Regions from separate parts of the Mus musculus genome. Here regions 1, 2 and 4 are each linked to region 3. Evidence: chromatin contacts called from public HiChIP or PLAC-seq and promoter capture Hi-C data. All regions are on one chromosome and are shown on one strand. The core of a region is the stretch at or near the end of the contact, and the rest is flanking DNA. Distances in the headings are between cores, read along the strand shown. Region 1 overlaps Slc44a5 (solute carrier family 44, member 5). Region 2 overlaps Slc44a5 (solute carrier family 44, member 5). Region 3 holds the start of Acadm (acyl-Coenzyme A dehydrogenase, medium chain). Region 4 has its middle 36 kb from the start of Lhx8.

Region 1 (2,700 bases), core at 193-2,692, 310 kb after region 3:
CAGGGTTTATCTGCAATGCCACTGCCCTGAGTCAGAGCAAATGGGAGCAAGGTTACATGATGAAGCATTTTAACCAAGGGGCTGTCTTCCCTGTTCCCATGTCCAATGTTATAAGCTCCATAGTACACGTGTCTCCACCACATTCTTCCATCTTGTAAGGTATATCGTTCCAGAAAAACTTTGAAGCAAGTGGAGTAACAAGTCTAAAAATAATGATTTTATCAGCCCTAGACTGTGACAGGCAATGGGGTCTGTTCTTACTTTTACAATTCCTAAGTCCCCCAGCTCCAGGCCTGAGTCTCCTATTTGGTTAGTTATATTAAATATGTTTCTGTTTTGTGCCCTTAGAGAACAGAGTGTATCTATTTAAAGGACAATCAAATTTCTCTAATGTAGCAATTTTCATGCCATTGTGTAAAATGTGTAGGTCTAATATACAACATTTTTTGACAATGCAATTTTAGAATAAAGACTCATTTTGATATATATCATTTTCTTAGGTTTGTTCAAGGAAAACAATTTTTATAGTCCGCAGTGTTGACTCAGATTAAGTGTCTTACGAGAGTAAAATATGCCTATAAAACAAATGCATTGCTTAGAAAAAAGGCAAGAAAGCACAATGACTCATTGTCAAGTTCCTACCACGACTTGGAATCTTGGAGCTAACTGATATCTACTGACGTGGTCCCCGGAGCATCCTGTAAACCCTGAATCACGGCCGGCCATAGAGCAGCTGGGGGAGGCAGGGAGCCTGCATCGCTGAGATAGCTCAGCTGTCTAGCAGTTGGGTTCAGGAAGAGATCCTGCGAGGCTAGGCTTATCGCTTCCCCAGGAGTTGTTTCCTACCTTCTGGGTCTGTTGCTGGCAGACCACATTTTCTCCATCTTAGGATCCCAAACTCTCTACTTCCTAACATTCCCAAACTCCACGGTATCTTACAGGTACTGAGTAGTTATTTTGAAAATTAAGGATTTCTAAAATCAACATTAGTGACCTAAAGGTGTGTGTTAGAGCTAGGAGAGGGGATGTAACAAGAGTATTTGGCTTCAGGAATTTTTTAAGACAGAGTTGGCACCCAGATAAGATAAAGTAACAGTGCAGGAGACAGTCACAGGAAGGGTCTGCTCGGGTTCACGCAACTCAGGGAGGCAAAAAGAGGCTCAGACTTTTCACCTTCGCTTGTATTCAGGAAAGCCCCCAAATAGTAAAACAATATGTGACCCAACATATCCTTGCTTTGCAAGCCTTCTTTACACAGAACAGTTATTCCTCAAGATTAATTTTCTTCAGAACAATCACTTTCAGCCTGTATAGGTTATAAATCCCAACCCAACACTAAACTGTAGAAAAATCTTACTTTTTATCCTCTACCTCTGCTTCTCGATTTCTGGTGGCCTATCCCCACTTTACTCAGTGCTAGAGATCAAATCTGGAGTGTGAGTCACGCTAGCCAAACACTCTACCAACTGAGCTATGACCCTCAGTCTGATTCTAAGATGTTACTGCCCATGTCCCCATGGATTTACACCTTCATAATAGGGTCTGGTAGAAAGGGTCACAGAATGAGCCAGACCCCACGGGCAGGGTGGTCACCTTAAGAGCTCTCTTCTCTGATAGTTCCTTACTTAGTGCCAAGGGGGGCCTTCCTTCCTTCCTTCCATTCTTGTTTTCCCAGGTCTGTGACTCCTGAGAAATGTTTCCATGGGTGAAATGGAGCTGATTCATGGGGTGACTCAAAATGCAACAAGAGCGCTGCTCTGTGTTTTTAGGACTTCTTAGAGGGGTTGAAAGTGAGCTACTAAGACTGGCATGGGAAGGGGGGGAACACTGTTTAAATTATGTAGTGTCAGAACTAGCAGACATGAGCTGATAAACTCAGTCCTGGTTTTGCAGAAGATGCTCGCTTCTGTGGCTGACTAATGTCTTTCCTTGTTTAGTGATCATCTTGTCTGCCATTGAAATCATCATCATCATCGTCCTGATCTTCCTCAGGACTCGGATCCAAGTGGCCATCATCCTGCTGCAGGAAGGAAGCAAGTAAGGGGTTCCAGTGCTCACAACGGATGTCAGGCATGCATGCGTGAGTGTGTGTGTGTATGCGTGTGTGCTCATAGCAGATGTCAGGTGTGTGTGTGTGTGTGTGTGTGTGTGTGTGTGTGTGTGTGCTCATAGCAGATGTCAGGTGTGTGTGTGTGCTCATAGCAGATGTCAGGTGTGTGTTTGTGTGCTCAAAGCAGATGTCAGGTGTGTGTGTGTGTGTGTGTGTGTGTGTGTGTGTATGAGCATGTGTGCATGTACATGTGTGTGCACATGAGTACATATGCAAGTGTGCACGATTGTGTATGTGTGTTGATATGTGTGTGTGTGTGTGTGTGTGTGTGCCAGTGTATGTGTGCATGGCTACATGTACAAGTACACATGTGTGTGTGTGTGGATATATGTGTACACATGAGCACAGAGGCCAGAAGTTGACATTGGATGTCTTACTTCATGGCTATCCACTTTAGCTTTGGAGACAGAATATCTCCCTGGATGTGTACTTCACTGTTTCCGTAGACTTCCCAGCTAGAGAGCTCCTGGGTCCTCTGCCTCTGCCTCCTCAGTCCTAGGCTACAGGTGCGTGCCACATGCCAGCTTTGTAAGTGGGTGCTGGGATCTAACTGCCACATGCCAGCTTTGTAAGTGGGTGCTGGGATCTAA
Region 2 (2,836 bases), core at 321-2,820, 260 kb after region 3:
TGGAGTAATTACTCTTATTAGCTGAGAAGATAGATAGGGGTGTTTCTGCAGATAAGCCCAGAAGTTTGTGGTCCTACTGTGAGAAACCCAAAAGTAATGAAAAACTTTCTGAAGATGGGGTGAGGAGTCTGAGCTGGGCACCCATGGTTAATGCCCTCTGTTGGAGATTTCTGTCTGAGAAACCTCAACTGGAAGCCAAGCTTTTCTTTAGATTTCCAACTCCTCAGATTATGAGCAAAACACAAGCACATTAAGTCAGTGTACCTGAAGGAAAAACAGCCAAGAACCAGATGGTCTCAGAACAGCACCTAGGAGCCATGCTCAGCTCTGGGAACAGCACCTAGGAGCCACGCTCAGCACTGTCTCTTGGTGATATTTGTGTTGTTTTGGCCAGGAGATGTAGCTGAGTAGGTGTGTGATCTATATTATGTAGAAACCTCAGGGAGTTTGAAGGATTATCCTTTATGTTGCCTAGAACAAATTGGTGTTTTGTTAATCCTGAGATTCACCAGAAAAAGAAAAACAAAACAAACAAACAAAAACCCCAAAACACAGTTCCACCATTTTAGGTCAAATTTAAAGTAAGCTTTATTAAATATTAAATAATGACCAAGAGATGGACTTTGGTCAGGACCATTCCTTAGGGTTACCCAGCTGAATGGCTCAGAGGCACATGTTGCAGGGGTTTACAAAGATAAATCAATAAGCCACTGTATTTTCCCATGAACCTTTGTTATTTTCCAAGAACTACAACTCCCAGCATTCCAGGAAGTTTCCTGGTTCTTTGGCAGGTGGGGCGTACAGGTGAATTCTGGGACTTACACTTTCCCCTTCATAGGGAGAAATTTCCTGTCCCTAAGTAAGGCCACTCACTCATGTAATGTTTTAAAAAACAAAGTTAGTTCTAGGATGACTTTTCGATTCTGTCTGGATAAGCAAGGGACTGTTTCTACTCAAATAAGTATAATTAAACACTTCAAATTTTATTCATTTCACTTTTAGATTTCTTAATGTAATATTGTAGGTATTTGAGATGTGCAACATAGAGGGTTTTTAAGCTAGAGATTGAACCCAGGGCTCCACACCCAACAGGAAGCATTCTTCCAACCAAGCTATATCCCTAGCCCCAACAGGCATTCACTATTAACACATCTGTATAATTCTTTTCACAATTAATCTGATTAGCATTCATCTCTTGACATAATTGCCTTTTGTGAGGGGGTGAAAGCACTTATGATGTGCTCTGGAGAAAATTTCAAGTGTGCAGTGCACACCCCATGCTGTACCTGAGTCTGTGCTGTGACTTTACAGCTCTCACGTGCTCCTGGCTCCTCCAGGCTCCTGTCCTGTGTGCTATGCTGAACTAAATCCCCTGCCCCTTCCCTCTATCCCTAAAAGTTTATAAAAAGTCAGACGCTTCTTGTTCTAGAAATTAATACAAGGCTCTCCCGGAGATGGCTCTGGTATTTGGTCCAGAGATGAAGGCTGCTATCTGGAGAGGTTCCTCTGCCCCACACCCAGAGATGGCACTCTCCCTCACCCGCCCCTTGCATAATGGTACTCTCTCCCCCTCCCTCCCCATGTCCTTTTCCCTCTCCTCTCTCCCTCTCCCCTCAAGGCTTTGAAGGGAGCCTCTCCCTCTCCTTCCCTTTAAGGCTCATCACCTTTGGCTCTCCACCACTGTTCTCTTTCCCTCCAAGGCTCTCCCTCCCACCTCAGGCCTTGAAGCCTTCTCATTCAGATAAACCTCATTCCTGAAGGGAATTATGAATAATGTGTCTTTCCTGGGCCAGCTGTTGCTGTCATCCCCTGTTTTACTTAAAATTTATCTCTTGATCTATGTCTTCCTGCTTCCCCCACCCCCACCCCCACCCGGGTTTCTTCCTACTGTTCAGGTTTCTGCCTGTGAATGTCATTCTTGTCAGAGTTCACACATTAGTGAGATCAACTGATAAATGGTTTTGTGCCTGGGCAGTGTCACTTAGCCTAAGACCTCTGAATTTGCACACCAACACCCTCCCCCATTGTCACAAACAGTAGGACTTCCCGCCTTTAATGATGTTTTATGTGTATATAGAGTGTGCTTATGTTCTCACTTTCCTTAGCCATTCATGTGACAGATGCTTAGATTGTCTCTGCGACTTGGATATTGTGACTAACACTGCAGTCAATGTGGGAATGCAGACACCTCTTTATTTGTTCTGAGATGTGTCCCCAGAAGGGGCATTGCTGGTCATTTTAATTTCAGTGTTTTGAACAACCTATTTTCCATGATAATTGAGCTAATTTACATTCTTACCTACAAGGCACAAGGGGCCTCCTGCCCCACACTCTCAACACCTGTCACCACCAGGCATCCTGCGGTTCTATCTTAGGGGATGGTGTACTGAATGCTCCCTGTGAGAGAGGACTGGCCACAGGGGCCACACTACCCATTTTGTTTTCTTTGAAACCAGAAGGATCTTATCTGTCAAGTCATAGGCAAGAAACATTGTTTCACCAAAAGTAAAATAATTTCTTCAATTAAGTAGATTTTAAAAAATTCATTTCCACTATTTTGAGGATGGTTGCACCACATTTTTATTAACTAAAAATGTGTCATGCATTAACAGGATGACCGAGAGGCCAGTATCAAATGTCCTCCTGCTTTCCTTATCAGGCCCGATACATTTACACACTAAATCACATGCTCTGTCCGTCACACTTCTGTTTTGTAAGTCTTCCGTCTAAAAAGGGCGTATTTGGTTTCTGACTGAGATTTGAGCTGGTCTTTAAGCACCGGATGGTTTTAACTTTTTGTTGGGTTTTACTGTGCACATCTGTGCTTGCAAGATTT
Region 3 (2,700 bases), core at 90-2,589:
CAGCCAGGCTTGAAGGCAGAGGTGAAGCTGTGAGCGCCGCACCACCCTGGACTACAAAATGAGACCCAATATAAAGAACGACGACACTCTGAAACTCTAAAGTCAGAAGAGAATTGCGTTTATTATTCCTGGCTCTCTGCCAAAACCAAGGAATTCCAATATGGGAACACTACTAACTTTAGTCTTCAAGCCCGCAACTACAGCATAACTAAGTAACGAATTACTTAGAAATTTGACTCTTGGTTTTATCCCGGTGTGAAAAATAGGATAAAGGAATGCATTTTCTGTTTTGTTATGGTGTTAGACTTTCCCTCTCTTGTCCTTGGAGGCACCAAGAAACCTGTAGTTCTGTTGTCAGAATAAAAAATAACTTTAAAACCCTTCAATTTCTGCTTTCAGAACCTGTTGAGTTGTATAGTAATGGTGTTGTAAATTCTAAAACTACAGCTTTCGGTGCCAGAGGCAACTTCAGTCCAGTTTTAGGTGGTATAAATGGAGGTTTGTACGAACACATCGCTAATATAACAAACTAGTGGTTAAAACAGCTTAGGAGACAAAACTCTGCAGGGTACAACATTTAGAAAGCAAGCTTCATGAAAATTCTTCGGTAGGCTTGTCTCCCTTTTGTTTTTTGGAAGGGTGCCTGTACATCACAAAACCACAGGCGTCCTAACCCTGTTGGTGCGAGCGGAGCGGCCCACTTCCCTTTCCTTCGTGTTGTGCCTGTGTTCTGTGCACACCCAGGATCAACCTGTTTGGATCCTAACACTTGTTCACGCCCGTGGCTACAGAACCACACACTGATGCCTTCCTGGGGTGGGACTACAGTCAAAGTTTTTTGGAAGTGATCGCCTCTGCCACAGCAGGGTTCTGACACCGGGTTCCCTTCAAGAAGCGTGGGTGACTGGAGAGAAGTGGCTGAGCCCATTGACCCAGAATGAAGCAGGTCCGCAGGGCCACGCCTGCAGGGGTCAGAGCCCGGAGATCAGTGAGGGAGGGCGGCAGGCAGCGCGGGGGGACGCCCGCAGGCTCCCGCTTTCCCCCAGGCCGCGTAGGGCCGACCCTCCCGATACCACCCGGTCACCCGCTCACCCTGCAGCCTCTGCGGAACGCCGCTGCCATGATGGCTCCTCGATCTGCTGCCTCCGACCACCTCCGTGCAGCAAGCAAAACGGACGGGGGTCCCGCCCCCAGGAGGCGTGGCTTGGAGGGAGGAGAGGGGCGGGCCTTAGACTCTAGGGGTGCGGAGGCGTGCGGGTCAAAGTCTGCAGACCTCGGGGGCGTGGCCTAGGGAGTCCCTTTACACACAGATGAGGTCTGAGCTCTCAGACTGACTTCGGCTGAGAGACAGAGGGATGACGGGTCCAAGCAGAAGACCTTGGGCGTGGTCTTTGCAGGCTCAAGGGGTGTGGCCTGGGAGGCGGGGCTAGATGAGGGAGGGTCTCGGGTCCGGACCTGGGCCAGAAGAGGGAGTGGCCTGAAGGCCCTCTGCGCATGCGTCCTGCTCCCGACCTTGCCCGAGCCTAAACTTCTGTGCTTGGCCCGGAGAAGAAGACTGTGTGCCCAGTGTCACCGGAGCCCGAAGGTCACGTTCTTTCCAGAGGGCTGCCCGGGAGAGCTGGACCCGAATCTAGGCCAGAGGGCGCAGCCAGACGTTTCTAGCAGTCAGCTGTGACCTTTACTTGGAGAGTCAGATTCTTTATGGCTCCGGTATTCACTGGAACAACAAATTCTGGGCTAGATCGATAGGTAGTCTGTACTCCTTAAAATTTAAATAGGAAATTAGCTGCATGTGTAGCCAGGGCGACTAAGACATCTCAGTGCCAGGAGACTGAGAAGGAAGATCACTGCGAGTTTGAGGCCAGCGAGAGCCAAGTAGCAAAACCTAAACAAACCAAAGCACAATAGTGTTTATTTCATCTATTTTTCTGAACGTTTTCAAGGCTACTTATTATCCACTTATATAGATGTGGGAAGCATCCTTGGGAACCCAAGCTGAGCCTATCCAAAAGCTCCCCAGACAGTGAACATTGGGAGTGAAATTTTGCTCATGAGTTTGTAAACTTTGCTTAAATTCCCATTGTCTTCCAGTTAGACCTTGTGTCTGAGATGGTAGCTGTGGTGTTATAAAGATGAGAGATTATAAAACTTCTTAGTGTTGGGTACCTTAGTTGCCAAAGATTAAGCTGTCAATAGTCCTCTTGCTCTCTGCTTCAAGGAACTGGGAGACAGGAGCTTATTTTTGAGACTAATGAACAATGAAAAATTCTCATCTTCTCTCTGTCTTACCTGTAGCATTGTCAGGCACACCAAAGCCTAGAAAAGGTATGTGGATTCCATTGTGAGATAAATGCTCAGATCTATAAGATTAATCTTTCAACATCAACAATCTTTCCTGAAACATAGTTTCTAATGGTTGTAAGGGAACATTCCAGAAAAAGGTATCTTCCTTTGAATGGCCTGCTAGTCTGATGAGCTGTTTAAACCTCTGATTGTGGAATGTTCCAGGTCCACAAACAACATTATCTGTGCCATTTTTAGCCTCCTTGGCAGCCATTTATTGCCTTCCTTTATGTGTAAGCTAACAGCTTTGTGACCATTAGGTACATTCTTTAGAATATTCAGGCACACACCTACCTCCCACCAACCAGATGGCAAATGTTGTCAGATAGCATTGGAAGCCTATGGCTTTTTTTTTTT
Region 4 (2,748 bases), core at 197-2,696, 350 kb after region 3:
TGAAGTTTCATACCCAAAACTAGGGAGAATGAAAGGAAGCTAGGATGCTGGGTGGGCAGGGGAGGGGCACAGGTGTGTGGGGGAGGGGTCCTACACTAGGTGCTTCCCGAAGCCTCCCTGCTCCTTTCACTGTGGTTGGAAGACGGACTGTGGCAAGGGACTTCAAAGGCATTCAGATGACAGTTTGAGACTTCTTTTACCGTGTGTAACCTGGGCCTAAGTACCTAGCCCAGCTGACTTTACAAAGAGAACGGGCCATGTTCTCTGCTTACGACAGGGCTACTATTGGATAGTCACACAGGGCACAAAGATGGGACTGAAGTGTTACTGCCAGAGAGCTGTTTTTATGCTTCAAGAGACACGGAGAAGGAGATTTTTACAAGAGCTGGGAAGAAATCTCTCTGCTTTAAAGCCCCTCTGAGCACACCTGTCCAGGTCCCCTCCCCTCCAGGAACTCGAATCACGCTTCTGTGGTGGGGGCTCAGAGTACAAACTCTCTATTCTGTCTGCCAACACAACTTAACACGCTCCAACTCTCCTTGCTGCTCAGTCTTTCCATGCTATCTCTTGGAGAGGAGAAAAGGAGAAGTCGGAGAAACTTCAGAAGACATCATCTGGAACCTGAGGCTGTCTGACCAGTGAACCCCCCCTCCCCATCTTTACAGTATAGACATCGTCTGGAACCTGAGGCTGTCTGACCAGTGAACCCCCCCCCCCCATCTTTACAGTATAGACATCGTCTGGAACCTGAGGCTGTCTGCCCAGTCAGCTCAAGTGTAGAGTGCATCAGGAGCTGCCTCACACCTGCTTGGCTTCTCTTCTCTTAATGCACAGGCACACCTGTGAGCTACTTTGCTTCGTCCTTACTGGCTCCGTCTGGTGAGGATAGACTCTGATAACACCACCTAGGCCCCACCACGATAGTTGGATACTCCACCACCACCTAGCCCTCCTCCCCCACTTTGGAAGAAGTGGTCTGTACCGAGTATAACTGTGCAAACAAAGAGCAACGAACTGTTAGGCTGTGCCTCTAGTCACTTAGTGACTCAGAATTCCTACCTAAAAAATAGAAAATGAGCTTGAGCCAATGTCTCTGGGATTGGCCAAAACGTCTGGATATTTGGAAAGACTCAGATGCTGGGTACCAAATACACCCATCCTCTCCAAACCACTGAGTCAACCTTGGCAGCCAAGAGATGCCAAATAGCATTTAGTCAGAGATTTCATGGGATTAAAAAGAGTCAGTGAAAGGAATTTTGCTATAAACAAAATAAGTCCAGTTGTTTGTTATGATTTTTGAACCCCCAGGGCCAGTTAAGTTCTCAGCGTGCCTTGGTTGGTTAGCTTCCCACGCCACCTGCCTGCCATTCTTTTTAAGTCTTCAGTGTAACATATGTGCTAGATCGGGGCTGAAGAGATGAGTCCGTGGGTGAGTATGCCTGCTTTGCATTTGTATTTCCAGCACATGAAGGCCAGGAATGGATGCATGTGCTAAACACACAGTCCTGGGGCAGAGGCCAGCAGACGTAAGGAGCTAACTGGCTGGCCAGCCCGGCTGAAGTGCTGAGCTCTGTTTAGCTAGGGATTTTTTTTCCTCAAGGAGATAAGGTGGGGGAGAGATGGAGGAAGCCACTCAACATCCTGTTTTGGCCTCAGCATGCTTATACATAATCATACGTGTCTACACACACACACATATACATGCAACACACACACAAATGGGGAGGGGGACCTTGGTTCAAATCATCATCTGTACATGGAAACGGATAATAGCTTATCCCCGCTACCCTGTGACATTCAACTGTGGTCACTTTAAGCTCCTAGCTCAGCTCCAAGCAGACCCTGACTGAACAAGAGGTTACGGTGGCAGACACGACATGAATTGGATCTGGTGAGGCAGAGTCATTCAGCATAAACCTGTTCTTTCTTCTTCCTCCGTGTGGAAACTTCGGGTTCCCAGAGTGTAGCCTAGGAGCTCTGACCACCTGCTGAAGAATCCCCCTAGGCTTAATAAGACTTCTAGTCCCCTCCACAGTGACAGCAAGCCATCATCTCTGAGTACCACTGTTTCTAACACCCCTTTATGCCCCCGCAACTGTTGAGTGTCTGAAGATGAACAGGCTCTGATCTAGACCACTAGTTAAGATTTACCACCCCCTTTAGTCGTTGTTTCCAATGATTCCGTAGCATTCTCTGTAATTGCTGGTACTGTCTGAGAGCATTCACAGAGTCCTCCAGGTGCTTCGCAAAGTTCGTAGGCTTAGGGTAGAGGATGTGGTTTGGTGGTAGCTTGCCCGTCTACCTTATGTGAGGCTCCTGGGTTCCATTTTTCTTTGCTTGTCTGAGACAGGCTCCCACTGTGTAGTCCTGGCTGGTCTAGAACTGAGTATGCAGACCAGGTTGGCAGCCAAGTCACAGAGCTCTGCCAGCTCCTGGCTGGTGAGTGCATACTGGGGTTACAGGTATGGCATGTGGCACCACACCCAGCCCCCGCTCCACGATTAACGTTTTTAAAAATCCTAGTATCTTTTTTTTTTTTTTAAGATTTTCATTTGGTTTTTTTTGCGTTTCATTTGCTGTCCAACTGGGAATGCTTGTATTATTACAGTATTATATAGGTCCCTGGACTATTAGCCGAATTTTATTATTAACTCACTTAACTTTAATGAAAGTCCAATTACATTTGAAGGTACCTGGTCTAAAATCCACCCACTCTTAGACTTGATATGCCCAGAGGATTCATTAACC

The links. Promoter capture Hi-C pulls out the DNA fragments that hold promoters and counts their contacts. HiChIP or PLAC-seq counts read pairs in DNA pulled down with a chosen protein or histone mark.
Region 1: a CTCF HiChIP or PLAC-seq map of the NIH/3T3 cell line shows a contact between it and region 3, with 10 read pairs. The contact joins the enhancer-like site here to the promoter of Acadm in region 3. A contact is called at or near these places in 4 of 39 promoter capture datasets (cranial neural crest, embryonic stem cells, neural stem cells and 1 more), 2 of 15 datasets of contacts at CTCF or cohesin (the NIH/3T3 cell line and embryonic stem cells), 1 of 484 Hi-C or Micro-C datasets (embryonic stem cells), 9 of 115 datasets of contacts at active chromatin or transcription factors (the NIH/3T3 cell line, the SCID.adh cell line, SST interneurons and 5 more) and 1 of 9 other capture datasets (pancreatic islet).
Region 2: an H3K27ac HiChIP or PLAC-seq map of T-cell acute lymphoblastic leukemia shows a contact between it and region 3, with 3 times the contacts expected there. The contact joins the enhancer-like site here to the promoter of Acadm in region 3. A contact is called at or near these places in 1 of 39 promoter capture datasets (cranial neural crest), 9 of 115 datasets of contacts at active chromatin or transcription factors (the SCID.adh cell line, T-cell acute lymphoblastic leukemia, bone marrow-derived macrophages and 6 more) and 1 of 9 other capture datasets (adipose tissue).
Region 4: a promoter capture Hi-C map of hippocampal neurons shows a contact between it and region 3, with 3 times the contacts expected there. The contact joins the enhancer-like site here to the promoter of Acadm in region 3. A contact is called at or near these places in 2 of 39 promoter capture datasets (cranial neural crest and hippocampal neurons) and 3 of 115 datasets of contacts at active chromatin or transcription factors (bone marrow-derived macrophages, embryonic basal ganglia and forebrain).

Annotation. Positions count from the first base shown.
Region 1 is chr3:154,251,704-154,254,403 of GRCm38.p6, forward strand. It overlaps Slc44a5 (solute carrier family 44, member 5), which reads left to right. Exons shown (of 22, transcript NM_001081263.1): 12 at 1,938-2,037. Among named protein-coding and RNA genes, the nearest start is that of Gm40184, 48 kb to the left of the region's middle. Within about 2 kb of position 1,443, at least 15 of the 459 cell types and tissues checked have an H3K27ac peak or open chromatin away from gene starts, as enhancers often do. A contact at or near this core is called in the NIH/3T3 cell line, where this site is marked.
Region 2 is chr3:154,207,916-154,210,751 of GRCm38.p6, forward strand. All of the region lies in intron 3 of Slc44a5 (solute carrier family 44, member 5), which reads left to right. Among named protein-coding and RNA genes, the nearest start is that of Gm40184, 4.3 kb to the left of the region's middle. Within about 2 kb of position 1,571, at least 22 of the 459 cell types and tissues checked have an H3K27ac peak or open chromatin away from gene starts, as enhancers often do. A contact at or near this core is called in the SCID.adh cell line and T-cell acute lymphoblastic leukemia, where this site is marked.
Region 3 is chr3:153,943,304-153,946,003 of GRCm38.p6, forward strand. It overlaps Acadm (acyl-Coenzyme A dehydrogenase, medium chain), which reads right to left and starts at 1,340. Exons shown (of 12, transcript NM_007382.5): 1 at 1,093-1,340. The coding sequence starts at 1,122.
Region 4 is chr3:154,292,880-154,295,627 of GRCm38.p6, forward strand. No RefSeq gene overlaps it. Among named protein-coding and RNA genes, the nearest start is that of Lhx8, 36 kb to the right of the region's middle. Within about 2 kb of position 1,447, at least 9 of the 459 cell types and tissues checked have an H3K27ac peak or open chromatin away from gene starts, as enhancers often do. A contact at or near this core is called in hippocampal neurons, where this site is marked.